Linked DNA regions of Rattus norvegicus: region 1 is linked to region 2. A link is a contact called in public Hi-C data. All regions are on one chromosome and are shown on one strand. The core of a region is the stretch at or near the end of the contact, and the rest is flanking DNA. Distances in the headings are between cores, read along the strand shown.

Region 1 (2,837 bases), core at 276-2,775, 150 kb after region 2:
AGGCACTGGCTCTGTGTCTGTGCCCGTGAGGACACTTATGGGTAACCTTAGCACTGGAATAGCGACTCAGTAAACTAGGCTGCTTTCTCCCGTTAAGTAGGTGTCATTTTGTCAGTCTACTGAGGTTCTGAAAAGAACAGGGAGCAGAGGAAAATACACCTCCTCCTGCTTGGGCACTGTTTGTCTTTGTGCCCAGACAAGCCACGGGTTCCACGGGATCTCCGGCCTTTGGTCTGGATGCAAAGAGTCTTCAACTTGCATGTGGAAGATCACAGGACTTCTCAGTTACCACAGTCCAATGAGCTATTTTCTCAGGTTCTTCGTGCTGATGACAGATAAAGCTTCCACCTCTTTCTCTAGAACGCCTCAAGAAATTAATAAACCTGTGTGGTCGTGAACAATTGAGAGTTGGGGTCATTCGTTATTGGGGTATAATTTGACATGTCTGAACTATATAGTGGGACTTCCCGAGATACAAAGAGGCAGAACTCAGAAGACTGCACCCTTTATTGAGTGACACCCAGCAGGGGATTTCTGCAGATCTGCGGATCCTTTGGGTGGGTAGGCTTCAACTTGCCCTTGGGGGTTGCATGCTGATGCCAAATGGTGTGTTCATACTCCCCTGAAATGCCACTTCTGCCATGTAAACGTTTGTTAACTCACTCAACAGCCCTATACTCACCTTTCACCTCTTAAGTTTTCAAACCATCACGTCCAGAGACTTTAATGACAGCTGTCCATGGGCATAGAAACACCAGTGGAGAGGGAGAGAGAGAGAGAGAGAGAGAGAGAGAGAGAGAGAGAGAGAGAGAGAGAGAGAGGAGAGAGAGACAGGAGAGAGAATGTGTGAATGTGTGTGTATCTGATGAACTCTGGCTTGATTTATACGTGGTTGTCAAAAACTATCTTCAAGAGTAGAATTGTACCCTTGGAAAATCCTGGAGACCCCTGTCTTAGCCACTTTCCTGTTTTTTACATTAGGAAGTTAATCTACATGTTATATTTTAAAAAGAAGATTTGACTATTTAAGATGCATTAAAAACAACCCTCCTAATTCCAGGAGGGCAGCAACACAGATCAATTAGAAAGGCCTCATTACTTTACAGCAGTCCAGACGCTGATAGGCACAAGGCAAGGACAGATAACTAAGCCATTGCTTTAGGGAGTGGGGAGGTCAGGCCAAAGAAGCTGTACTTGAAAAACAGCTCCGAGGTGTGCAAGGTCCTGGGTTTGGTCTTCAGCTCCAGGGGATGGGGGTGGGGGGAAAGCAGCCTCCATGAATACTCTGTCTGTCCCTGTTCCGCCTCTCAGTAAAGGCAAGTAGAGGAACCAGAGCAGTTACCCAGATAATTAAAGACAAACAAAATTGGTGTTCGTGACAGGTAATGCGGAGAACTTCCTCTACATTTACTTTGCCTCTTGGGTCAGCAAGAATCCGATCTGACTCACAGAAGCAACTTCAACAGGGCAAAGGCTCTCGGATGCTGTGTAATGCTTCATAGGAATTCCCCGACTCATCAATCTGGATGTCGAAACAGCTCTGTCAGATCTCACGGCCACGTTGTTCCCACTGGCTCATGGCAAACCCCAGCACTGCTACTGCGGTGAAATTGTTAAGCTGTTTGTGAAACTTCAGAAGACACTGGGTCTGGCAGCTCCTACTTGTGACGCTGTGCTGTGCTCTTACAGGGTGGGCGAAGGAGACCAGCGGTGGCTGAGGACAGGGCAGGACGATAGTGGGTGTCACCTCCCCGACTACCACTTTGCAGAGGAGAACAGGGAGATTCACTAATCACATGAGGCAATGCAAGAATCCTTAAACGTGGAGGGAAAGACATGACAGTGTGGTGAGCTGTGAAGTGTGCTGGCAGGAGGACAAACCTGAAGCTGTAAGGAAAGTTAGGCGAGATAAGACAGTCCCCAGGACAGTCCCACCCACCTCACCTCTAGTGGCAGATCAGGGAGATGGTTCAGCACTGGAGACAAAGCCCTTGTCACTCCTTAAGATCTAGATGGCAGTGGCTGGTCATCTTCCTGGCTTGAGAGGTCAAGTTGTTAAAAACTGACCTAGCGGGGGTGAAAGGAGAAGAGGTTGAGAAGAGAGAACAGCCAGAACGCAGCGAGCCTCCTCATCTTAGCATGTGTGAGAGAAGGCCCAGCTGAAGGCGGCAGGTTGCAGGAGGCCCAGCACAGGTAGGGAATCACAAGGTTGGGCAAAGACCTCATCGACCGAGAAAAACCCTGGAGTCGCTCTGAGCCTGTGTTCATCGGAGGCTCAGTCTCGGGAATTATCAATCTGCCTTTCACCTCTACGGAGCCTGACAGCCCACGTTCCAATGCTGAACTTGGCTCCTCTAGCGCCATCCACCTTACCCTCATCCCTTCAGCAGGTGATGGACACTCAGCAAGTCTTGGAAATGAAAAGATAGATCTCCTCCTGGTACCAATCTTAGTTACGTTGCTGGTTTTCATATCCTCAGTCAGGGTGGAAGAGGCCTCCCTTCCCCAGCAAACCATTAGTTACCCTTAGAGAGTAGGATCTGGGGAGTCTGCCCAGCCCACAGGCTGCACAGGAAGTCCGGGCAGCAGAGGGACCTGGTGTGTAAAACAGGGGAAAGAGTGAAGCCAGTTGTGGACGTCAACTGCTCCAGACTCAACACTAGCAAAGTGACCCTAGGAAACAAGACTCGAGTTTGTGGCCATTTCCAATGAAGTGGTTCACCACAGTGTGGAACTCCAGTTTCATGAGATCCAATTCCCTCCCTCTACTGACCTCTGTGGGACCTCTGTGAGCACTGGGCACACATGTACTACAGAGACATAGGTGAAGGTAAAAC
Region 2 (2,865 bases), core at 181-2,680:
GGTAAACACTCGATGACTATTTATTTGCCTATTATTAGGGGGTTGCTAAAAATTAAATTAATTAGGAATGTTCTTCAAAAACCCTTGATATTGAATATGAAATAAAAACGCGACTCATAGGAACGAACCATCTGCACTTAGTGTAGGTGAACAACGGAAAAAGCCAAGACAGATGGATACACCTGAATCAAAAAGGATTTGTCAACCAAATTAAAAATTATTCTTCTAATCAAAATGGCTTCTGATTTCTTTCCTTTCAGGGAGACTGCATTAGAGTTCTCCAGAAGGAAAAACCAACAGGATGTGTGTGTGTGTGTGTGTGTGTGTGTGTGTGTGTGTGTGTGTGTCTGTGTGAAAAGCTACAATATATCTCTATATCTATCTATCTATCTATCTATCTATCTATCTATCATCTCTCTATTTATCATCTACTCATCTAGGTATCTCTATCTATCATCAATGTGTGTGACATAGGTAAGCTTGTGAAAAGGATCCCACTTGTAGGTTGTGATAGCACTCAAGCCTTGCAATGTGCAGAGCGCATCAGCAAGCTACAGACCAGTGAGTACCAGACATTTCAAGCTGTCCACAGTTCAGGAGGCTCAGGACTCAGGGGATACCCATGGCTTGTACAGAGGCACCAAGGAGCAAGACTTTCTACATCCTCAGAGAACAGTCAGCATTTTTATTTTGGACTCACCTACCCAACATAGACAGGGGACCCTGCTTACCTCAGTCTATTTAAATGCCAGCAATTTCACATGAAAGCAGCCCTGCCCAGCATAGATACATCTAGAATACTGTCTGGACATCAAGTTGACACTCAGAATTAACCACCATAAGTAGACAATCCTGTTACAAACTCTTCTGAACAGTCAACATTCTTGGCTCCCCAAGTTAAAGGGAAAGTGCCTTAGACCAATTAACTGTAGCACAGCAAAGCGAAAGTCAACTGAGTCACAGGCTGGGGAGCAGCTGCAACAATCATATCAGGTTCTGAGCGCATTCCCAACCACGTGACCCAATAGCAATTACAGGAAAACAGCAGCCTGTCATAGAAACAACTTAATTGGTTCCAGGTTAGCCAATCACACACTGGTTACAGCCTAACCAGTTAAATGTTTATAGCGTCACTAGTTAAGTGGCAGCAGGGTCTCCAGAAGCCAAATAAAGTCTAGTTGCTGCGATTAGGGTTCTATATTGATCTGCTTTACTGGGTACTGTGTAAAGTGCACAGTCCAAACCCTGTAAAATTCTGTTCAACACAGTACAGAAAGCAGCCACTGTTCATGATTTGTTTAATTCTATCACTGAGGCCACAACTAAACATTAATTATATCAAAATTTAATTAGGACGGAAGGCTTCACTACATGTAAATTCTTGCACGGGCGGCTTCGTGGGTGCTGGCTTTGTGCTGGGCACAGGTCAGTGTTGCAAACGTCAGCAAGAACAGCTGGCTCTTACCAAGGATATTACCTAGGAAGGGCAGTTAAGTGGGTTCTACCTGAGAACATCTTCCTGGATTTTTTTTTTTTTTTGTTCCTCTCATAAGAGATGGGCTTTCTGTTCTCTTGTGACTGCACTTTTAGAGTGGAAACCTACAAATGTCATTGTCAACCAGCATTGTGTTGTGGTTCTGTGATGCAGGAAATGGAGAACAAGAGGGGAGTAGTGATCAGAAGGTCAGAGAGCTACAGTAGGGTCAGCTGCAGCTCCTTGACAACAGGAGCTGAGAGAGAAAAGCAAAAGAAGAACCTGGGATACAACAGCAGTGAGGGGAAGAGTGTAGGAGAGGCAAGGTGGGGAAAGACACTCGGTTTTATCCAGCTCTGCATCGGTGAGCATGCCGGGGCTGTATGACAAGAGCAATCAAGCCTCTCAGTGCTCAGAGAAGGAAGATACAGTACGAACAACAGTATCCTTCTTGAAGTACTTGAAGAAAACAAAAGGCAAGAAAGAACTCGAGACCTTCAAGACAGTGGTGTCCCGGCTTAGCGCCAGCTTGAACTGAGAGGAAGCTGGAAGAATTCATCATCATTGCCCGTTTGTCTCACGGCGAGCTTTCATTCCTGCCACACACGCTGCCATTTCTCTGGTTACACGGTCGTGAGTTAAAGTCTCAGCCTGATGGTATTTCGTCCTGAAAGACTGGAGTTGCTGGCTGTCACCTGCACTCTCATCACCTTGTGTTTTAGAAGCTCACACAGTGATGGAAACGCTCTGACCTATCTGCATTCCTGATCGAGCCTGGAGCAACTTGTCCGCGGCTGCGGCGCTCAGTCTTGTTTTATCTTCAGAACCAACCCAGTGCTTGGCAGCCGGTCAGACTTCAGCAGCAATTTCTCAACTCGAAGAATGAATGGGAATCCCATTCCTGCGTTCCCAACAGCATTGAAGTAAGTGTTGTGGGAATTTGGTGGGTGAGACAGAAGCAGTGATGAAACGAGTTCCTGGACCCTGTTGCCGGCCTCAGAGAGACGGGAGTACGATAATATTTACAAAGGATGGTGCCACACAAGACAAGTTGCCTAATACCACACCACAGTGAAGGCTGAACTGAGCTAATAAAAACACAGAGTGCCAAACGAAAGTTAAATTTGAGTAAGTTCATACATCCCATGGGATATTCCAGACAGACTCATCGTACACATTGTTCATGGCTCACTGGAATTCACGTTTGACTGGACCGCCTATATTTTACCATCCCTAAAGGGAAGGAGATGGACTATAAGACATTACTTCTGTACCCTGCCCTCTTTTTTTTTCTTGTTTCTGTTGCCTTTCAGGGGAGGGGGGGGGGAGTGGTGAAAAGTTGACAACTCAGTAGAGACAGGTTTGCAAAGATCCCAGGATGAAATGCCAGG

The links. Hi-C and Micro-C count contacts between places; a contact is called where the count stands out from the background.
Region 1: a contact with region 2 is called in a Hi-C map of liver, with 3 times the contacts expected there. The contact joins two enhancer-like sites. A contact is called at or near these places in 4 of 12 Hi-C or Micro-C datasets (the A7r5 cell line, hepatocytes, kidney and 1 more).

The regions. Positions count from the first base shown.
Region 1 is chr11:40,481,961-40,484,797 of GRCr8, forward strand. No RefSeq gene overlaps it. Among named protein-coding and RNA genes, the nearest start is that of Bach1, 58 kb to the left of the region's middle. Within about 2 kb of position 1,526, at least 16 of the 93 cell types and tissues checked have an H3K27ac peak or open chromatin away from gene starts, as enhancers often do. A contact at or near this core is called in hepatocytes and liver, where this site is marked.
Region 2 is chr11:40,332,936-40,335,800 of GRCr8, forward strand. No RefSeq gene overlaps it. Among named protein-coding and RNA genes, the nearest start is that of Map3k7cl, 57 kb to the left of the region's middle. Within about 2 kb of position 1,431, at least 11 of the 93 cell types and tissues checked have an H3K27ac peak or open chromatin away from gene starts, as enhancers often do. A contact at or near this core is called in hepatocytes and liver, where this site is marked.